2 separate regions of the Mus musculus genome follow, and region 1 is linked to region 2. The links are chromatin contacts, called in public Hi-C maps. All regions are on one chromosome and are shown on one strand. The core of a region is the stretch at or near the end of the contact, and the rest is flanking DNA. Distances in the headings are between cores, read along the strand shown. Region 1 holds the start of E330023G01Rik (RIKEN cDNA E330023G01 gene). Region 2 has its middle 28 kb from the start of Mrps22.

The links. A called contact is a pair of places that touch in the nucleus more often than the background predicts.
Region 1: a Hi-C map of uterus shows a contact between it and region 2, with 3 times the contacts expected there. The contact joins the promoter of E330023G01Rik here to the enhancer-like site in region 2. A contact is called at or near these places in 1 of 39 promoter capture datasets (the 3T3-L1 cell line), 2 of 15 datasets of contacts at CTCF or cohesin (large pre-B cells and stem cell-derived epiblast-like cells) and 50 of 484 Hi-C or Micro-C datasets (3T3-L1-derived adipocytes, the AML12 cell line, the AtT-20 cell line and 27 more).

The regions. Positions count from the first base shown.
Region 1 is chr9:98,816,571-98,821,970 of GRCm38.p6, reverse strand. It overlaps E330023G01Rik (RIKEN cDNA E330023G01 gene), which reads left to right and starts at 1,884. Exons shown (of 3, transcript NR_045332.1): 1 at 1,884-2,037.
Region 2 is chr9:98,627,585-98,632,578 of GRCm38.p6, reverse strand. No RefSeq gene overlaps it. Among named protein-coding and RNA genes, the nearest start is that of Mrps22, 28 kb to the right of the region's middle. Within about 2 kb of position 2,333, at least 5 of the 459 cell types and tissues checked have an H3K27ac peak or open chromatin away from gene starts, as enhancers often do. A contact at or near this core is called in uterus, where this site is marked.

The DNA.
Region 1 (5,400 bases), core at 635-3,134, 190 kb before region 2:
ATTGGATTATGCTCGAGTCCTGTTCCTGCACCATGAAGATGCTGTATGTTCCACTGGCCTTGCACTTGCTGTAGTTTTACTGGCTTTCTGGACAACCTACCTGGTCCATCCTCTCTGAGCCCTGCTTGCAGGATCACCATCATCTGATCATCTGTGTCTGTATGAGTTCTTATCACCACCATGAAGCACCCCACAGAAACAACTTCAGGGTGGACTGTGTTGGTTCACAGCTTCAGAGAGATTCAGACCAGCATTTCAGGGAAGGCATGACAGAGCTCATGGGGATGCTATTATGTGGGTGTCTGTGGTGGCAAGGGTTCATGTGACACAGATTAAGTAGCAGAGAGAGCAGGCCAGAACCCAAACTTGGCATCACATCTTCAAAGTCTTTTCCCCTACTAACCTGCTTCTGCCAAAGAGGCCCTCCCCGCTTCCTGGAGGATATAGAGCAATCAGCATAGTGTCCCAACCTGGAGGCTGCAGACATGAGCCAGTGGGGGACATTTCAGATTCAATCTGTAAGTGGGGGGGGGGCTCTAAACTCAGGCTTTTCAAAGGTTGTGCTCTCTGTTTGCAGTGCTCAGGGCCTCCCTGGCCCCAACCTTGTCTCATGGACAGCCACTGTAACTCATTCCCTTTAGAAATCCTAATTCCAAAAAGCCAGGTTCTTAATTGTTTTGCTGGTCACTCTTGAACCAGTGACCACCTTGGTCTGGTTAGCTGGGACCAGGCTGCTGGAACCACAGGGCCCACACTATGGCCCAGGCAGGAGAGGGCCTGATTGGTAGAGGCTCTCAGGAGGAGGAGGGACTGGCCTGTGTCTCTAGCCACAGACATCCCTTAGCACATGGTCTCAGGCTGTTCTTGATGCTCCTGGATCCTTGGCTACTTGATGAAAGTAGGGCCCGTGTATCATTTGCGTCTTGATCTTGAATGCCTGACCCATGTGGCCTGAGAACTGGGATGTGGATTCCTGTGGGGTGGGGGCAGGTTCTCAAATCATCTCCTCGGTTGCCTCTTCAGACCGAAGGGTCCCATTTTGGTGGTGTGAGGTTCACTGCTGGTCTGCAAAGCTCAGGTCTGGGAAGTGTCTACAAGTGTTTGGTGGTCCCTATTGCTCAGGAAAATCTCTCTGAGTGGACATTGCAAAGTGTTTCTAGGTGTCACAGCTTTTGCCTGCCTGTGACTGCACTGGGGACAGAAACCACTGGTCTCCAGCCCTGGCTCTCACAAAGATGGCCACATTTCTCAGAGGCCCAGTCCCCGGGGTCTACCTACACTCAGGGAAGGAAGTGTACCTGCTGCTCACACTGGCATTGATCCTGTCCTCCTGCCTCACGACCCCAGCCGTGGGAAGGGAATGGGAGATCTCTCCCCACCACATGCAGCTGCTCCTGGACACCGCTTGGTGAGGGGGACCTGGTCATGCATGGCCCTTTGCTGCTTCTCCTTGTAGTCTTCAAGATCTGAAGTTGATTCCTTTGAAGGGCTGAGGATGTTTTATAGTCTCCTCTGAGGGTGTTGGGTGGAGAGGGGTGACATGGCATTGTGGAAAGGACCAGAATATCCAGGGTTTGAACCTGGGCTCTTGAAGGCTCAGGCAGGCCCCAGCACACTCCTCTCAGAGTTTTGCTTTCTTCCCCTAAGAGTTTCTACCTAGAGGAGTCCCAGAAGTAGCCTGGGAGACACCTTGTATACTCAGGTTTTGGAGGTCAGTAAATTAGTATAGCCCTTCTCTTAGGAGAATGGGAAGGCTCCTCTCTGAGTCTCTTAAGCTACAAGGTGACCTCACCCTGTTATTCTACTTCAGGGTCCTGGTTGGGAGATACAGTCATACTGGGTCCGAGGGCCAATCAACAAATGCTCAGGGAACTGGCCTCTACAGGGTCACTGGCTCCGGGAGCTCCAGGTGACTTCTACAGAAAGAAGGGAGCCTTAGAAAGGCTGAAGCACACCAGCAGGCACACAGTGAGACTGCTGGGGGGAATGGCACTGCAGAAACAGCTGGAACGCATGGAAAAGCTATGAAGTTCGAAGGTAATGGGAGGGGGGGCAGTTCAGTGGTGCAGAAGGAGTCAAGGCAGGGGAGAGCCCTGTCCTGTGGGTGGATAGGGGCTGCAGCACCATGGTAGTGCTTCTTTCATTCTATAGGAACAGAAAGCTGGAGCATGTGAGGTCAGGAGAGTGCTTGCCATGACCCAAGACCAGAGAGCAGGGAGCCAGAGCAGCTCCACAGCAGTGGGAAGGGAGGGTGCAAAGAATACAAGGAAACTTGGCATGGCTGTGTGAGCAGAGATGGGACACAGATGGTCAGCTGAAGGAAAGCCCACACTTTGGGTCTGTGTGTGTGTGTGTGTGTGTGTGTGTGTGTGTGTGTGTGTGTATCTGTCTGTCTGTCTGTGTGTGTAGCCCTGACAGGACCAGGAAGTGAATGAGTGGGTCAGTTGCAGCGAGGCCTTGCCTGTGGGCTGAAGGCGGTCTGGTTGATCTCTATACTGCCACTGGGGCTGAGCAGAGTCCCATGGGGTGACACTGTGGTCTGGCATGGGGGTCACTCTGACAGGACTTTCATGGCTGTACCGTATTAGCTGGTTAATCTTAAGGAGCAGTTCTTTCCCTTCCTGGGCCTGACTAAACCAGCCTCCTGCCAGTGACTTTGAAATGGTCCAGTTGAGTGGAAGAGGAAAGAGAGGGAGAAGCCATGGGTGGATGGAGTGCCAGTTGCTCACCCCCACCCATCTCACAGGCTGCATCTCTCGGGACCTTATCCAGCTGGCTTTGGGGCCAGTGCTATCCCAGTTCTCCCATCCTCCACAAGGATTCACACTCCATCCTGTGTTATTGGAGGTGCCTGGTGGCCTTGAGGTGGCTGCTCCCACTCCCTATCGGCTGTTGACATACGAGTGCCCTAGTAAGGAAAATATTTTCATTCTTGTGTAACAGCACTCTCAGGCCGCTTAATCGTATTTTTCCTTTGTCTTTAAAAACAAGCTCCTGTGTGGTTTCCTGTCTTTTTGCTGTTCTAAGGCTGTTCTAGGACTAAGCTGTGCTCGTTGATACTTGGTTTTTCACTGGGTTGCTGCCCTTGACTTCTTTACCTGGGACAATGGCTGAGCCCACTCATGTGCCTCAAACCACATGTGACACTTCATGGACAGAGGTTGCCTGTCATCCTCACTTCTACTCTGGGATGGGGATATTGCTTTATTTTGCAAGAGAAAATGGCATCCAGAGAATTAAGAGCCCTGCCCAAGGCTACATAGCCTTGGGAAGCCCAGGGCCTGAAATGGAAATCCAAGCTAGTAGGTTCTCCAAAACAGCTTGTAATATGCTAATAAAACATATCTGCTCATATCCTGTTCCTATTGGTATCGTATCCCAATACCAACATGATGTGATGAACTCAGCCAGTCCATTAGAACTTCTCTGGGCATGACAGCCAGTTGTAAGTAAGTAGGATTTGAAATAATAGATTGTTGACTGATTGTACAAGCCTTTGGCCAGTTCTTTGAGTGGCATGCTACATGCAGAACATAATTGTCCTTTCTGCTGTACTGGGCTCTGATGGGGCTCAAAAGAGGCATGCTTGCTGCTTGGCCTTGATCCCATGAGGTGAAGCTCAATGCTAACACATAGAAGAAACTGAGAAGATGTTTACTAGAGTACTGGGGAATCACATGGATAGGTGGGAAGAATTGATGAGGAAGAGGAGAAAGAGAGGAAGAGGAGGAAGAGGAAGAGAAGGATGCTGTACTTGGTGTGTGGCCTGATGAATCTGCTCCTTTGAGGCAGGCACCTTGCTGGGCCCTGTTGGGCAGGTGGAGATTCAGCTGAGGTGTCTGAAGTGCAGAGCTATAGGCAGAGACTCTGAGTGTGATCACAGGTTTTCCTTTGGCGAGAGCTGAGCCTCTCCTCTTTGGTGGCCTTCCATTCTTCCTGTCCATGCCTAAAAGGGGCTCTGTGGGACACAGTACTCAGGGAAACTCAGCTTCTGGTCCATGAAGGGGGATATCACAGACTCCTGAGTGGAGGGGGCCTGCGGTGGGCTGCTCAGGCCTCTGTAGCCCGCGTATTATTTTAAGGTCAATTCTACCCAGAGAGAAGCCCAGGCCCAGCCCAGAGCTGCTCCTCTGCGCACAGTGGCTTAGAGTTCCCCCTTGTCTGGCCTTGGAGTCTCCATTGCAGTGGGATCTGGCTGCACTGCCTGAGTCCTTGGCTCTACTTCTCTGACCTCTACATTCTTCGAGCATGTGCCTGTCCCCACATCCTGACAGCCTCTCCGAAGCATGGGCCCAGCCTCCCTTCACACTCTGTGTGGAGTACTCCTGTCTGTGACATGTAAATGTGATTGCTGGCATGTGTGGAGACAGGTGTCCCGTGGAGGGAAGGCAGGGCAGAGTAGGACTGTATTTCCTATATAAAGCTGCCCCAAGGGCTGGAGAGACCACACTGCTCTTGGAGAGGATCCACATTCAATTCCCAGCACCCATGTTGGGCAGCTCATACTGCCTCATCTGTAGCTCTAGCTCTAAGGTATCAGGTGGTGTTTTCTGTACTTTTGAGCACCTATGGTGTACACACACACAAACACAGACACACACAGACACACACATACATGCACAGACAGACAATTTTTTTTAATTAAAAATAAATCTTTAAAATAGAAGCTCCCCCCAGCAGCTTTCTGTCACTGGCCAGTGCCACCACCAGGCTCTGCCCTGCACTTGGGGGCTTCTCCTGCCTCAGGGCTTTTGGGTTTGACATGGCTAATGGCTGATAATGACCACTCTCCCAAGGTGGGAAGAGTAGATGGTGAAAAGTGTGTGAATGCCCTCCTCAGCTCCTGCACCTGTATTTTCAAGGTCTTCTGAGTGTGAAACCAGGCCTAGGGCCTTGCCTGGCAAGATTAGCATGGGAGCTGGTGGCTCCCTCCCACTGTCTATGGTAAAGCTTGGCGAGCTCTCCTCCAGCCCGGGTCAGAAGCTGCACTGTAATTATGGATGAAATTCTCCCTCCTCAGAGGTTGGGTGAGGCCTGTCGTGGAAACAGCCTAGTGGTCTACAAAGTTCTGTCAGCAGTAGCTTTCCCGTGGGGACTGATAACTTAAAGGAATTAAACAACAACAACAGGAAAAAACTTTATTTCCCCCAATTTTGGGTCTGCTGCATTCTGAATACTATGAATAATATTACTTCACACTATATTATGAAGGTTAATTGAATGGATAGTGATAGGGTGTAAGGAACACTGCAGTTAGCTTCTAGGGACTCTAGGATACTCTGATGGATGAGACAGCCTCAGTCATTTTCCTATGGAGCTTCTGGGGGGGGGGACTAAGAATAGTCATATGATGCCTAAACAAATGTAATTTATCTGTACACGGTGAAAAGCTCCCTAAAG
Region 2 (4,994 bases), core at 1,084-3,583:
TGGGTATGTGTGCCAATACACGTGGATGCATGTCGAGGCCAAAGGACGACTTCAGGTGTCAGCCTCAAAACATCATCCACCTCCTTATGAGACAGTTTGTAAAGTATTTTACAACCTACTTTAATAAGGCATCAACCTCCCCTTTAGCCCAGCCCCCACCAAGAGGAAGTAGAAGAGAAAGGTTACCGGGATATGGACCTGGTTAGAAAGAGTTCTTTGGGGCAATTCCAATCGTTCTCGTTCTCAGTCCGGTCCTTTAGCAAAATAGCAAACACGACTCGGCAGTTGCAGTCCAGTCCACCCAGCAGATGCCACACACAAATCAGAACGGGCAGTTCAAACCAGAAGAAACCAAGAGGCTCACCCACTGGCCCACGTCCACCAAAGCGGCCAGAAGCCTCAGGAACCTCATGAAAAGCTCTCTGGTGAGTTCCTTTCTAGTGTGTCACTACAGGCGAAGCTCAGCCACACGACGTAAGGTGAACCAATACCTGCATGTTGTCAGCAAAGAACAGCAAGGCGGAGCAATGCTGGGGCTCCCCCTGTCTGTGGGGTCATATTTATATTCTTTCTAAACATCACTCATCCTTTCACGAGTTGGCTATAGTAAAACATCCTTTCACCTGTGTCTGCTTCAGCGAAACTCCATTATCACCCGAGTCTCCAAAGAAACCAGAAATTTCCACTTTAACAGGGTCTCTTCACTGGTCTGTGAATGAGCAGTCAAGCTGTCCAGTAAGCCCAGGGTTCTCCCAGCCCCCATCTGCCAGTGCTGACATTACAGCACCCACCACTGTACCTCGCTTTCATGTGGATTCTAGGTGTCTTGCTCAGATTCTAAAGCTTTTGAGGCAAATACTGTACCAGTTGGGCTCTCTCGCCATCTAGCTTAGAAAAAAAAAAAAAAAAAGACTTAATACTTTCTTATCCTCATTTATCAACATGAAAGTACCAAATGGGTATGTCTTTGGGTTGAATTGTATTAATTTTACAAATTGCTATTTGAGATTCTGAATTACGTTTCATAAAACAAAAACAAAAAATCATTCAATGAATTTTGGCTTGAGATGATGACAGAATGTCTATCTATTAGGAAGTGGCCCTAAACAGACTCCTACCATTCTGTACTATGCATTTACGTGGCGTGTTTTTCTCAGCACTGATGACTACAAAATCAAAGCATCATTATCAGTCACCTCTAAAACGCTTTCAAAATGCTGAGTGTCCTGCAGACTCAATATCCAACCAACTTAATATTCTTTACGTAAAATACACACATTTCATTAGTTTGCAAATTTCTTTCTGTCTTTAACAAATGACAAAATTACATATATATACCATTTTAAAAGTTTTCTTTATGATTTACCATCATCATCATAACATCAGATTTGTATACCCGCTGTATATACCAATACACCTGGATCACATAAAATTCCCAGACATAAAATATGAGAGTAGAAGACTTCTGGTTTAGAACACCAGGCAGATAGTGGTAACATGGAGGATGGCTGGTCTTGTGGGGACAGGCAAGAGGGAGAGCATGTCCCACGTGCTATGTGGATATAAGGAGTGTCTACCTCTACCACGGGGCACTTTCTAAGGGAGAGGACACCAGCCAGCTCTTGCAGGATGAGCAGACATGCTCATGTGAGAAGGCTCTCTCCTGAATGCCTGTTTGGAGAATTCTTGCTCATCCTGGGGACTCAGCGTGGGTTTCCTCCTCTGCTCTCTGCTTTCCCTCACTAAGGTTTAAGATAAAGAATCTGTGTCTGACCTGGTCTCCGAGTCCAAGCCAGAGAGTGGGAAGGAGGTACCAGCAGAGATAATGCTGTGTGCAAAGATGCAGAGGCCAGCGGAGGCAGCCTGGGTGACAGAGCCTTGTGGCCTGTGTATGTGTGTCCGTAAGATTGCATCTAAACAACACAGCAATTGAAAACAAAACTTTTTTTTTAAAGTTTCCATTTGAGTATCTGGCCCTAAACAAATACAGTCTAGTGGTCTGACTACAGCTGGGTATTATATAATCTCCTTCAAGTGGCCTGGGAGTGGGGGAGTGCCCCGTGAATCTGCATAGATACTTTAAGCTTAACCTTTAAAACTCACTCTTGCAAGTATCTGAGACTCAAGCCATGGCCAGGGTTTTGATCATGCGCCTCTTTCCCCTTCCAATAAACACCTTGTACACTTTGCCAAGCTTTCTGTGGGCAGGATTTACAGATCTGTGACTCACCCAAGAAAGCCAGGGAACATGAAAAGATGTCTCTGGAGAGAACTATGCAGGACCGGCTGGGAGAGGTCAGCGCCTCCACCGAGCAGGACAGCCTCCCACAGCTTTTCCTAATAAACAAGTTTCCAGGCCCCTTTGAATTCTTGGAGGGGAGAGGAGCATCCGCACCCTCAGCGCATCCTCAGCGAGGGGAGGGAGGAAGATTATGGGCAGGGACCACATGGGCCTGGTCCTCACATGGGAGTGAATGGATCTGGGAAGACACAGAGCCAGGAGGTGACTGGCACCCGGGGTCACAGCTGCTGACAGCCAACCATGCATCCATCCATTTATCCATCCATCCATCCACCCATCATAGGTCACTTGCTGTTTGCCAGGCTCTGGCTCAGACCTGTGTCGTAAAGCTCTGAGAGGCCCATGTGTCTCAGGTGGCCAATAAGTTAGAACAGGAGCTGGAACTGCTGCTTCCTAGGCCCCAGTCTGTCCAGGCTCCCCTGTTATTTGGGTGGGTCCTGGATCTTTCAGCAGGGTTCTGGCCTGAGGTCTGGACCAGAGCTTCCTAACTGCACAGACCAGGGTACCATGGTAACAGCCAGGATGTTTTCTGGGGCCAAGGGCCTCCAGTTCATTTGGAACTTGAGGGATTTTCATGGGATTCTCCCCCAGTGTGTGTCCAGCATTTAGTACATATGATCTGAATTAACTCTCTTTGCAATCTGCGCAAAAGTCAGTTCTGTTGCCTTGGCTTTCCAGACCACAGCGACTCCCGGAGGTCACAGATCCTGCCAGAAATCACATAGACCGTCAAGTATTTGATCTTAACTTCCTAGGTGAGAGGGCACTCCAAATCTCCTCTCCCGTTTACTCGGGCACTGAAAGCTTCTGAAGACCAAATGTGTCTGAGCGTGTGTGTGGTTACCTGCAGCTATGTGCGTATATGAAGTCACAGGTGAGTTGGTTTTGTGAGTGTGGGTGTGTGGGCAAGCATGTTCAAAGGAGAAGGTGAGTGTTTGAGCAGATGACCTCGAGGGTGGCTAGCAGGACCTCGAGGGTGGCTGAACGCTCCTGTTCTGTCATGTACCTCACAAGGAACAGCAGCCAAAAGCCGACACTAGAGTCCCAGTAGGGTGGCAAAGAGTCTGGAGAGCGTGAGATGATTGAAGCCCTGCAGGGAAGACACATTTCCCCCATGATGTATTCGATAATGGCTGCCAGGAAGCTTGGGACAAACTTGGAGGAACCGCCTAAACGGATGAGCTCTGAGGAGATAGATAGTGCCATTAACTGAGTTCTTACGATGTGCTAAGTGTTTGGCAGATGTGAAAGCATGCAATCCTCAGACCACTGCAGGGACAGGGACAGGCTGTGATTTTACACATTGAATGAGGAGCACGGTTCAGAGAGGTTCTGGAGCTCACCAAGGCAACCCAGCCCATTGATGAGTGTTATAACCTTGAATCGGGGGATCTGCTTCCCAGTGACTTGGCTAAGACCTTTTGGCTAAGACATTTTTTGAGGGGGTGCACAGTCAGTAAATTGATCGATTCCAGAAAGCTTCAGGGGAGCAACAGAGCAACTTAGGGAGAAGTCCCACCAGGTCTATTGAAATGGAGAAGGCAGGGGAAGAGAAGGAAAGGCCATTGCCATCTGCTGATAAGACAGCAGGGGGCGCTACGCATGACTTCCTGTGGAGCATCAAGTAGCTGGAGTCTGAAGACTGAGCCCTGAGAACTGGTGGGCACATACATCTTTGTAACAGCTAAGAAGGTATCTGGAGAGCTTGTGGATGCACATTTAACTGGGAGGCTATTTGTAAATGCCTCTCAACATTTATCCCAACCTCAGGACCCAGCTGTTCCCTTTGAACCCTCCCATTGTAAAGTCAGTCAGGAAGCTGGTGCTCCGGGATGAAGAACAGGTGCAGCCTGGAAGACTGATGGCCAGGGAATCCCATCAGACCACAGGGGAGAAAACTCAACCACATTTCCCAGCTTCTCCACTGTCCCTCAGGGATCCTAAGAGACCTGCTATCAGGACACCCAGGTAAGCTGGAGTTTAGATCTGATCTCAGGGCTGATCATTATTTCCACGGATGCGGATGAACTTTCTCAGAGAAGTGCAGCCTCCAACATGATGCCGCCACAGAAGAGATCATCAGAGCTGTGCCAAGAGCCCACAAGCCCAGTGATGACCTCCGGTCCTCTGCGGGAAGCTGGAGCTGTCCACAAGTTTCCACCAAGAAGTGTGAGAAGTCGGACCTATGCGGGGCTGCCTCCATGGGAGAGATGCTCCCACACACTAAGGAAGACGCAGCAGGTCCGGTTCCTCAGCATCACTGAGGAAAGGTGGGCCAAGACATTCTAGGGGTCCCAAAGGGTACAGAGTTGGAGACCCAAGTCTCTGAGCAGAAGATAAGAGGGACGAGGAAACACCCAGGCTTCTGTCTGACCTTTCTCAAGCCCTTCCTTTCACCAACAGACCCATCACTGTCTGTTAACTCCTCAGAGCCATCTTGGAAAGAAATGCCTAAAGAAACCACTAGCGCTTCCTGGAAAAGCACTTGCCTAACTGCTCAGCTCAGCTCCCTCCTTCCCATCATCATTAGATAGATATATTATAGGAATTAGGAGAATGCCTCATTTGGGGCTTAGTCACATGTCTAAGACTTAAATGGTTGGTCATGCCTCAAGGTTCAGCCAAGAACCCCCCTGGCTGAAGTCACTGTCACCTGTGTAAGTCTACCTGCTGTCCCTAGGGACCATTGCTG